Regions from separate parts of the Mus musculus genome. Here region 1 is linked to region 2. A link is a contact called in public Hi-C data. All regions are on one chromosome and are shown on one strand. The core of a region is the stretch at or near the end of the contact, and the rest is flanking DNA. Distances in the headings are between cores, read along the strand shown. Region 1 holds the start of Plgrkt (plasminogen receptor, C-terminal lysine transmembrane protein). Region 2 overlaps Jak2 (Janus kinase 2).

Region 1 (6,004 bases), core at 3,225-5,724, 90 kb after region 2:
CATCATGACCATTGTCTAAAACCTTAGCAAAACAATTTAGGTCGAACATTTTAACATTCAGCTGTGTAATATTTTAAAATACTTTGACAGCTTATATTAGATAATTCAGCAATCTGTTCGACTTTTTTTTTTCTAAACATCTACTGTACAATCCAAGGTCAAGTACCACAGTCTATAACAGTTTCCTAGTGCAGCTTTAACAAGTTATGATCAATGGTTAAAGGGCCAAAACGGGCTGGCGAGGCTCTGTCTCTCTGTTTCTTTGGCTTTTCCAGCTTATTAAGGTTGCCTGCATTTTTTGGCCCATGGCCCTGGTTCTCTCCATCTTCAAAGCCAGTAGAGTGCTTCTCAGGTTATGACTATGTTTAAGACTTTTATGGGTAACAGTATAACATCTAATTCTCTCTCTCTCTCTCTCTCTCTCTCTCTCTCTCTCTCTCTTTCTCTCTCTCTCTCTCTCTCTCTCTCTCTCTCACACACACACACACACACACACACACACACACACACACACACACGTTCTTATAAAGGTCCTGGAAGTTACAATGGATCCATGTTGATAATCCATGATAACACTTCTTTAGATGAACACATTGTAAATTCCCTTTCCATGTAAGGCATCATATTCCTAATATACTCACAGGTTTTAGGAGTTCAGAATGCCTCGAGGAAGAGCCATATTCTGTTCATAATATACTCTAAGCAATTACCTAGTGGTATAGAAATTTTGGCTCAAGTATCTGGATTGGAGACATGGGCTGTTCACCAGTTATTTGGTCATCCACTTCACCTTGTCTTTGAGGATGGAGCCCAGGAGCGTCTTAATTAGGAGTCAAAGGGAGTCGAAGAGACTGTGCCTCTAGAGCACCATTCTAGAAACTTAACAGGATTAGGAACATGGCATCTTAACTAGCACATACCTGAAGCCGAGCATGCGTAACCATGAACTCCTGTTGGTTTTTCATGTTTTCGTTCATAGATTTCGAGAATATAAACCCCATCTTGACCTAAAGTGGAAAATGCAAGGCATATTTAAATAACAGACTCTGTGCATCCTTATACAGGCTCTGGACTCCTATCAACTGGGATGAGAGAGAGAGAGAGAGAGAGAGAGAGATGACCTAGGGAACAGTGTAAATTCTATGTAGCTGTCTACCCTCAGGCATACTTCTTACCCAGCCTGAGCATCCTTCTCTCAGCCAAGAACAGCTGACTGAAATGATTTCCCATCTCTCCCTGCTCTGTGAACACACAGTGCCACGTTACCTCGGTTTTCCCTTCTATAAGTCTAATGTGATTCACCTTCATACCAGCTGTTCTGACAGACAGGAAGACCATGCATCTGAGGATGTGAGTTCAGAACTGTCGTCTGTCCCTCTTGACCTTGTGTCTTAAGATGTAAGTGTCTTAGGGTCAATTCTTCAGTATTTCTCCTGACGTCTCATGCTCCCCTCCTTCTCTGACACAGGTCTCATCCTCTTGCAGCTGATTTCCCCCTAGCCAGTTTTCTCCAGCCTCGCCTTCATTCTCTCCACGTTACCGAGGCTCTCAAAAGGGCAGGGTGAGGATGCTCACACGCCTTTGCAAATGGATCCCCAGGAATGGGAAGTTTGTGTGAGTGTATATATTCATTCATGTGCGTGAGTGCAGGTGGGTGTGTGCCACAGCGCTCCTCCAGGTCAGAGGGTAACCCTGGGTATTGTTCTGCACGTTCCACCTTGTTTGAGACAGTCTTTCCGGAATGTTCCTCTTAGCTGTGTACCCCAGGCTAGCTGGTCGGGAGCGTCCAGGGATCCTCCTGTGTCTGCCTCTCATCTCACCACTGCAATTACAGATGTGTGCCTCTGTGCCCAGGTCGTCATTGATGTGCAAGCTTTCAGCACAGGTCTTCATGATTGCATGGCAAGTGCTTTACCCACCAAGCCATCTCCTCAGCCCAGAAATGGAGTTTTAAAATGACCACATGGTAGAGTTTCTCCATTATTTCCAATGGAAGTTATAGCACAATAAGCTCATTGCAAGTTGGAAATACCATTGAGAGAAAACTGCATTTATTACACCGAATATACACCGAACATTGTGGTTTATCTTAGCCGATGTTACTGTTCTCAGAAACACTTAGGTTAGCCTGAAGAAGTACAGACCTTTTTTTTTATAATAATATGCTCAATATAGTTCATTGAATTTTACAGTAAAATTAAAAAATAGAATGGCTGTTTTGTTTTACTAGCCTGGGACATGAATTCAAATTTTGATTTTCTTTCCCCTTATGATCTATATCGCCTTTTTTACCATCATTTCCTTAAAAACTGACTTGAGCCACCCTCTACATCAGGCATGGCCTTGTTATTTAGGTATAACAGCTACCCCAGAGGGCTATAAACTATGGGTAAGAACTCCTAACTTTGTTCTAAATATAACTGAGTATGTTCAGAGAAACACTTTGGTTAGTTATTGGTTTTTCAGAAGACCATAAGGCCCGGGGGGGGGGGGCGGGGGGGCGTGTCACAACATCTCCACTCTCTTCAGTGCTGTCTTAGGCTGTTAAATACCTTTCCACCACAGCAGCCCGTCTCAATGCTTCACAGCCAGGATTTATGTATAATCTGAGGAAATCCCGGACAACAGTTATTTCCACAGCTTTCCTCATAAGGAAATCCCTGGGTTTAGAGTAACCTAGCAGATGAGCATGGAGAACAGGGGTAGTTCGAATCAGTTGGGATGGTTACCCTGTTAGTCGGGCTCCAGGGGAGTATGAACTGACAGCCTGGTTTCAATGATTTCCGTGTATTCTGACAAAGACGAAGATCGCACCCTGGAATTAAGCAGCCCTTGAGCCAATCAGCTGCGAGGCTGAGCAGAGGCTGAACTACTTCCCAGGAAGGAAGAGAGAGCCTTCCACAGCCCTGGGACATCATGATTCCTCCTGACTCTCACTGTCCCACTTAGCACCCTACCAGCAGCGGCAGAGGGCACTCATCGTGGAGGGGTCTCTAGCCGTTTGCTCTCTTATCTAAGTATTGGCAGCTCACATGAGTCATTTCCAGCTGAGCCTGCAGGAGAAGTGTTATCATCCATCATGATAGTCTCTGTGGCTTCTATTTCACACAAATAATTGCACAAAATAAGGAATGCTTGACAGAAGATCAACCTTGTCAGGCTGCTCAACATCCTTTAGTTTTCTTTTGCATGTCGGAGCAGACGGTTGAATTTTTACATCTGCTGCAAGCATCTTCAAACATCTTCAAAGAAACCGACTGTTTTCTAGTACACACACACACACACACACACTCTCCCCTCAGTCCCTTGGCCTAAGGGGGTTAGCTCTCCATCCCTTGAAGTGGTCGGACAATCTTTCAGTCAATCGTCTAGAGAAGAGAAGAGAAACACTTTGAAAAGCTAGCTAGGATTTAGGCTTACCTCCTTCTGGGCCTTGCTCTCTTGGACTTGGACTTTGGATGTGTCGGGGGAAATCTCAGGTACACGGTTAAATATAGAAGGCAAACAGGAGTGTCCCTCTGGAGATCTCACCTGCCAATGAGCATGCCACACCCTGTAACTTCACCCTTGAACAGTGTTTCCAACCTCTTCTGACCATACCTAACAAAGCCATGTTGCACTCTTTCCTTAGGATGTCCCAAATACCTCCAAATGTCTCTCTCCCAGAGACACGATATTATCAGCGATAAGTAAGCGTGGCCCCAAACTGACTTATTACAGGCAACACAGACAACCACCATGTCCTATAGGATGGAGGATACAGATGTGAGTCCAGGCTGCTCCTGGATTTTTGTTTGTTTGTTTGTTTTGGGTTGAGGATGGGGAGGCAGGCGTGTCTCCTGTTCCAAGAGGCCATGATTCAAATTACTCTGGAAAGGCGTGTTGGGAAGGGTGTCCTGATTGTACAGATCCCAGACAGACTTTCCCTGGTCATCCTTGGAACCTGGATTCCATTTAGAAGGAAAGAAATTCTACACGATTTCTGTCATCCAGATTTCTTCCCTGATTTAGTACCAGAATTTTTGGCTAGTCACAACATCACTATCATTCTCAATAACTCTTCCAAACCAAGTCCCCTAGCAGGAAGCACATAACCTCTGGGGGTGTTTTGTTTTGTTTCCACTCTCGCTCTGTTGAGCCAGTTTAGCGTCATATAGGTATTTCCCTAAAGGAATTCCATTTTCCTGTCCATTGCACTCTGCAGTCTTGTCCCAACTTGGTGACAATGGTACAGAGAGATCACACTCACAGAACTGGGTTGGCAATACCTGTCAGCCTCGGAGGCATCAGCAAGAACCCAGAGCCCTGGCCTTCCCTGCCCAGCCAGAGCTGCAGCTGTGCGGGACCGTGCGACGGAGCCGACCCCTCCCTCCCAGGTGTCTGTGACCCGAAACACTCACGCGACACGGTGCGGGGACGGTGACCGCAGCAGAGGCCTCTAGCCAGAGCTCCAGAGCGATCAGCGCAGGGACAGTACCTTGCTTCGGCAGAGCCCCAGGATTGGTTGGCTATGACAGTGGATCACGAGCTTCAACCAATCAGCGTGGCCTTTGGCTCCCTTAAGCGCTCGGGTGCCCGCGGAGGCCTGGGGTGTTCTTCCGGTGCAGGCGCCTGGAGCCGGGAGGTGGGCGGGGCGGGACAGAACCGCAAATTCCAACCTGCATGGTCTTGTAAGGTGCGTGATTTTGAGGGAAGGCCCAAGGAAGCAGCGTGGAAATGTTTCAAGTCCTCGGAGTCCGGTGCCTCAAAAACAAAACAAAAACAACAACAAAACCCATCACCAAATCTCGCTTAAAGGTAACCAGGGAACAAAAGCAGACAGTGACCAGAATTTCCGTATTTCCCTATGCGTTTTCCATATTTCGTACTCCTACCAGAATTGTCTGTCTATAGTACAACTCCGAACTTCACTAGGAAACACTGGACCCATTAGCACTTACTATGTAACCGGTTGGGGAAATAGTATGTGAATCACAACCTTTAGGAAGGGCTCTGCATTAGCATGTGTTGGCTCCACACCTTAGAGAAGGCAATCTAGCCTCTTCCAGGCATATCTAGCCTCGCAGGCTTGTATAGATGTTTTTAGTTCCAGTGTTCCTTATTCTGACTTTTAGATCCCTCATTCCAAACATTACTTGGATGGGAAAATTGCAACAGAATCTTTATTTAGTTCTATTTGTGGGAGGAGATGGGTGTTGCTAGGAGTAAATGCTTTTGGAGAGAAACAAGTAGCCCATCCCTAAGGTAGGAAGTAGTGTCTATACGTGCAGACTAAACTTGTCTCCGTTCTGTTCCCAGCTCTGTAACCTGTACGAGGAACAGAGGTCGTTGTACCTTCAGATAAACACTGTGGGAACCAAGAATGTTAAACACACAGGGTTGTAGCTTCAAAGAGAAAGATTTAGAATGTGTTTTCCGCCCAGAAGACTGGGAGCAGAAGTGGTTAACATTTGCACTGTGTGTGCGAGACCTCACCAGATCCTTCCCTCATCATGAGCTGTTTTTCTCAGTCAATCTATAGAACCTATCTTTATGGATAATGTCACATGCAGTCACCCTAGAGACCCCATCTTAATCTATGTTCTACCTTTTCAAAGACTTACATATTCTAGATAGTTCGTATAAATGAAACGGACTTCTTTTGTTTTTGTTATTTTTTTTTTGTTGTTGTTGTTGATGCTGTTGTTGTTTGAGACAGGGTTTCTCTGTGTAGCCCTGGCTGTCCTGGAACTCACTCTGTAGACCAGGCTGGCCTCGAACTCAGAAATTTGCCTGCCTCTGTCTCCCAAGTGCTGGGATTAAAGGCGTGCACCACCATGCCGAGCTGACTTCTTTTACTTTAACACTAGTGTGTGTGTGTGTGTGTGTGTGTGTGTGTGTGTGTGTGTATCTAAGCTATAGTAGGGGCTGGTGAGATGGCTCAGTGGGTAAACATGCTTACCACCCTGAGACCCAGTTCTATTTCTGGGCTCCACATAGTGGAAGGGAAGAACCCATTATTGTT
Region 2 (5,934 bases), core at 628-3,127:
GATGTAAATGGGTTACTACATATAATTTTTCCTATGAGTACATTTAAATTTCATTAATAATTTTTCCTTTGACATGAGATATTTATAAATACTTGCAGTTGAATTTGTCGCAGATCTTTCTTTGACCTATGAGGCATATTGAAGTATTTGTAAATACATAAGGAATAAAGGGTACCTTTAAAAAGCTGCTACTGAATAACATTTATAATTTATAAATTACTACAAACCTACAGAGAGTTGAATTGAGTTTCAAATTATAATTTAAATCCTATCAGTTTATCCCATTTATGTATAAAGTGGAAATAAATGAATATATTGTTATAATAAAAATATTCTCATGAAATATAGGCTTCAATATAGGATTTATTTTTATGTACTCAATTCTGATTTAATTGAAATGCTAGAAAAGGTGGTGTGTGAAGACTTGTTTTGAGTCCCAGGGGATTATTTGGTGCGTTCATGTACATATATGGATGTGTGTGGATGGTTTAAAATATACTTGAAAAATAATATATACTATTATATTGCTATGTTCTATGTACTTTTTTAGACCATTGCCCTTCAACCTTTACAAATATCTTTTATATTTATTTTATGTGTGTGACTGTTTTGCCTGCATGTATGTATGTGTATCACATGCATGCCTGGTGCTCAAGGAGATCAGAAGAGGGCATTGGATTCCTTGGAACTAGAGTGAAAGATAGTTGTAAGCTGCTGTGTAGGTGTGTACATGTGCATGCCTGAGGAGGCCAGAGTCATCAGTCAGTTCCTGCCTGATAGATAGAGTTAGAGGTGGCTGTGAGCTGCACAGGGTGGATGCTGTCAGCTGTCTTAGGTCCTTTGCAAGCGCACTATGAATCTTAACTGACGAGCTAGCTCTGCAGCCCTCCTTTAACATTTTATGTGTTTCTTAACATATCTGCCCCCTAGTGTTTTTTCTTTCTCTCGTACTTGAAATTGAACCTGACAGCTCACACCCCCCAGACATGCACTCCACACTGAGCTCTGTCCTTACTTCTGCGAAGTGCCTGAAAAAGATGCTGATGCGGTGCTACACTCTTGTAATCCTAGCAGTTGAGACACGGAGGCTGCCCTGTCAGAGCTTAATGTCAGCTTCATTTGCATAAGGGGTTTGAGGTCAGCTTGGACTACATAAGACCCTATTACAAAAAGGGGAAAGGATGGAAAAAGTATTTGGGGGCAGAGAGATAGCTCAGTTGTCATTTAACCTGTAAGGGGCTAGTGAGATGGCTCAGTGGGCCTTTACATTTTTTTTTTAAATGGTGCATCAAATATAATTATTAGTATAGTGTGTAAAATTTCTCATTTTAATATGAAAAGTTTTCATTCTTATAAAAGTATCCAGTGGCTTGTTATTATCTCAGTGATTTGATAATTAGTATCAATTAAAATATACACATGTATACTTGTGCATACTCATACAAGATAGTTTTTCCCTCAGGGTTTAAGAGTTACTTGGAAACTCTCTTTAGAAGACAGTTAAAAGCTGGATAAACTGTACTTTTATCTTCATGTAAGAATGCCAGTATTATTTTTTACAATATATAGAGAGGAGTATTTGATTAAAACTTAGTTTTAGGGAGTGTTTTCCCACGGTATTTCACCTGCGACTGGAGTTTCTGCTGACTGTTAGAGCTGTCACCAGGGCTCCCAGATTGTGTTATGTAAATGTTCTGCCCTTTGCATCTGCAGTCAGTTCCTTATGACTCACCGGCTAGGTATCACGTCACGCAGATTGTGCATGTTATGTAAATGCTCTGCTAGCTAGCTATAATCAGTCCCTTTTATGCTTCCTTTCTAGGTATTACGCCTGTGTATCATAATATGTTTGCGTTAATGAGTGAAACCGAAAGGATCTGGTACCCACCCAATCATGTCTTCCACATAGACGAGTCAACCAGGCATGACATACTCTACAGGATAAGGTACTTCCTGACGCCAAGTGACTCGCGTATTAGCAAAAGATAAAGCCAGAGAAACTGTTGGCTCTGTAAGGTGATAGCTACGATGTTTTGTTCTGTTGGGATGCCACTTCATGACTTTTGATTATAATTAAGAATTTTAAAAAAAGAACAGGTGAAAATAGCCTGCAATCAGTCCTTAGTGTCTGGAATATTGCCAGTTTCCCAGGAGATGTGATGTGTGTGCAATAAAAAGCAATCTTAACAATTTTTTTTTTACAAATAAAATTTTAAAGTTGAAAGTTTTTGTTTATAAGTTAATGTATTTAGCTATATATGGCAATGTGAAAAATATTAATATTCAGAAAATAAAAATCCAGATTTTTTTTCTGTATAAAGGAATAGCAAATAATTTTGGTTTTACAGATAGCTGTAAATTTCCAAGCACTTACATGTTATTTAATTTTCTTATGACTTAATGAAACATTCAGAATTCCCTGTAATATATAAAGAATCTGATGTGACGTATTACTCATAGTTGTTCATGCTCTTACCGCTTGGAAAAGTTTGAACTCAGACCTAGCTTTCTTCATAAACTGCCTTCTCACCAGCTTGCTTTTACCTCATTGTAGAGATAATATGTGTAGTATTTACTGTCATTATTTGATGGTCTGTCTTATTGATTTTTATTTGTTGAGACAGGTACAACAGACTTCCTCTGACCTCACTGACTAGCGGGGACTGACCTTGAACCTGCCTCTTAACCCCCAGTCATTCTGAGATCACAGGCGTGGCCACCACACCCAGTTGGTTTTGCTGAAATCAAACCCAGGGTGTTAAATGTGCTAGGCAGAGTGGTGACATTATTAGTACTTAATGCGTTCTTAGTAAATTTTCATATTTCATTACTTATTTTCTTCTCCTTGGTCTGTATAAAATATGTAGATGCATGTGTTTGGGTTTTCTGCTTTTAAGGTAAAACAATGTTAGTAAAAGAGTTCAGGGTCTAAGTGGTGAACATAGGAAAGGCAGGGGAATGAGCTGGAGGAATGGCTTGGAGGTTTAAAAGCCCTGGCTACCCTTTCTAGAGGACCCAGGTTCCATTCCTAGTACCTACATGGCAGCTCACAAATGTTCCAGGGGGGGTCTAATGCCCTCTTCTGGCCTAAACACAAAATACATATGCATATTTATTTTAGAAGAAAACAAAAGTAATGGCCTTTTTACATAAAGTAGCCAGTTGTAACAAAATAATGAAGCTTTCATAAAATAATTTTATAGCTTTAACTATTTGGGGATAATCTAAATAAGTAAAAAATAAGAAACAATGTGGGTGTGGGTGTCAGAGTTTGCCTTTTTTTTTTTTTTTTTTTTTTTTTTTTTTTTTTTTTTTTTGAGACAGGGTTTTTCTGTATAGCCCTGGCTGTCCTGGAACTCACTTTGTAGACCAGGCTGGCCTCGAACTCAGAAATTCGCCTGCCTCTGCCTCCCGAGTGCTAGGATTAAAGGCGTGTGCCACCACCGCCCAGCTCAGAGTTTCCTTTTTAGCATTATAATAAACATGACCAAAAGCAACCTGGGGTAGGAAAGGGTTTATTTCATCCTACAGTTTACAATCCATCCTGAAGGGAAGATGGAGCAGAAACTCAAAGGAGGAACTCCTAGAGTCAGGAACTGATGTAGAGACCATGAAGAAACCAGCTTACCTCTCCTGTCTTGCTCAGATAACTTTTTATTTTATTTTTTATTATTTTTTCTTTCTTTACTATATGTAAGTACACTGTAGCTGTCTTCAGTCACTCCAGAAGAGGGCATCAGATTTTGTTAGGGATGGTTGTGAGCCACCATGTGGTTGCTGGGATTTGAACTCAGGACCTTCGGAAGAGCAGTTGGCGCTCTTAACCACTGAGCCATCTCACCAGCCCCAGATAAAATTTTAATACAACCTAGACTCACCTATCCAAAGGTGGTAGCATACACAGTGGGCTAGACCCTTCCATATTGATCACTAATCAGAAATTACTTGACTACAGACCAGTCTTACGGAGGCAATTTATAATTGACATTTCCATTCACAACATAATGGTAGCTTGTGTCAATTGGAAAAAAAAAACAAAATCTTAACCAGAACAATGAATAAATTAGAGACCTACTTGGAAAATGAAAATATAACTAAGTATCCATGGTACATTGAGCCTTTTTGGATATCAGATTTCATGTATGTTCAAGGCGAAGGACTTGAGTAAAAACTTCTCCAAAGAAATGTTTGGCATGCAAATAGCTAATAGGCATTTGAAAAGATACCCAACATCATTAGTCCTGTGAGAGGCATAAATCAGATGTGCTAGAGGTTAACAACCAATCCACTAGGATGGCAAAAGTAGACAGGCAACAATGTTGAAAATTATTTGTACTAATTAGAATGCTCACACACTGTCAGTGAGAATAGGAAATGGTAATGGCACTTTTGGAAAAGATTGGCCATTTCTCCCAAAGATAAATACAGTGTTGCCAACATGAATCTACAAAAACATTCTTCACAGAGTGTTATTCACGTTAGCATAAGAACAGAAACAACTCATCATTTAAAGTAATGAATGAATGAATAAGATATGCACATCATACAGTCCTGTGCTAATTCATTAGGAATAAAGTACATGCCACAGTGTTGATAAAACTTGCAGTGTACTAACTAAATGTGATCACATAAAAAGACAACATACCACAGCCATTCTTTTGAGTATAAAGTGAGTAGAATAGAACTTGTGAAGGTTGTAGCTTGTAGCTAGAGGTTAACAGGGTGACTTGAGTTTGATTGCTAATACCTATGGAGACAGAATAAAAATGTGAAATCAAATTGTGGTGATATTGGTACCACATTGAATACTACAGACCACACAGCACTTTAACGTGCAGACTGTATGTAGATAAATTACATCTCAAAGCTTTTAGTTTCAAAAGTGAGTGTACTTAATTTTTCTTTGAACGGTACATTTTAGTGTTCATTTTCTTAAAAGGAGGAATTATTTGTGTGCACAGTAGATTTCACTTTTCGATGCCTTACTAGTGTTGCTGGACTTAAGATCTTTGCTGACTTTTATATCTACCTCACTTCAGTTTCCCTTGATTGCTTCTCTTCTCCATCCTATTACTTATTACTCCAAGGTGGGCTGTGTGCTTTGAGTTTAGAGTTACTTACGTTCCACCTGCTGCTGCTCTTGCTTGATGCTGTGTTTGTTTGTTGTTTATGGAAACAAAGTATTATTCTAGGTAGCCCAGGATAGTCTCAAACTCAGCTTCTCTTGCTCCAGCTCCCTGGGTTTTGGGGTTACAGATGTGCTCCAGGATGCTACACTCTGTTTCTTGTGTTTTCTGCTGACATTATAATCATGTTATCATGCACAAAGCCTTTTGTTTCACAACCTGCATTCAGCACTGCTCTCTGTGTTTTATAGCACAGCCCTGGTAACTTTTAGTGTGCTGAGGGTGGCTGAACTTAGTGCTCTGTGCTTGAACTCTGGAGGCTGATAGACTGTCTCGTTGTCTTACAGGTTCTACTTCCCTCATTGGTACTGTAGTGGCAGCAGCAGAACCTACAGATACGGAGTGTCCCGTGGGGCTGAAGCTCCTCTGCTTGATGACTTTGTCATGTCTTACCTTTTTGCTCAGGTATAATTATAATATAGTTAACATTAATCCTCTTTATGTGTGTATTAAACCAGAAATTTCTTCCTATTTAGTATGCATCTTAAGTAGAGTAACTTTCACGTGGGAAAATGCAGCTCTCCCTGAGGCACCAGGTATGAAGAGATAAGGGGGTAGTCTGTGTGATAATCGGTTTCCATCTCATGATTTACAGATGTATTTTATAACGATTCCATGAATTGACCCTTCCAAAGTCACTTTTTTTTTCTTTTAAAATCTAAGTCATTTTAAGGATTTTTTTTTTAAGGTAGCATAAATTTAACAGCAGAATTCATGTGGCCATTGGGTGGTAAAATTCTATAGAGTT

Evidence for each region. A called contact is a pair of places that touch in the nucleus more often than the background predicts.
Region 1: a Hi-C map of Th1 cells shows a contact between it and region 2, with 3 times the contacts expected there. A contact is called at or near these places in 3 of 39 promoter capture datasets (the C10 cell line, cranial neural crest and epiblast stem cells), 51 of 484 Hi-C or Micro-C datasets (the 63-12 cell line, B cells, the C2C12 cell line and 31 more), 7 of 130 datasets of targeted methods (bone marrow-derived macrophages, embryonic stem cells and stem cell-derived neural progenitor cells) and 4 of 9 other capture datasets (adipose tissue, embryonic stem cells, liver and 1 more).

Annotation. Positions count from the first base shown.
Region 1 is chr19:29,357,397-29,363,400 of GRCm38.p6, forward strand. It overlaps Plgrkt (plasminogen receptor, C-terminal lysine transmembrane protein), which reads right to left and starts at 4,475. Exons shown (of 6, transcript NM_026362.2): 1 at 4,401-4,475; 2 at 3,421-3,531; 3 at 921-1,007. The coding sequence starts at 1,001. It also overlaps a transcript of Cd274 not described here.
Region 2 is chr19:29,269,529-29,275,462 of GRCm38.p6, forward strand. Jak2 (Janus kinase 2) reads left to right here. Exons shown (of 25, transcript NM_008413.4): 4 at 1,823-1,946; 5 at 5,474-5,591. Among named protein-coding and RNA genes, the nearest start is that of Jak2, 21 kb to the left of the region's middle.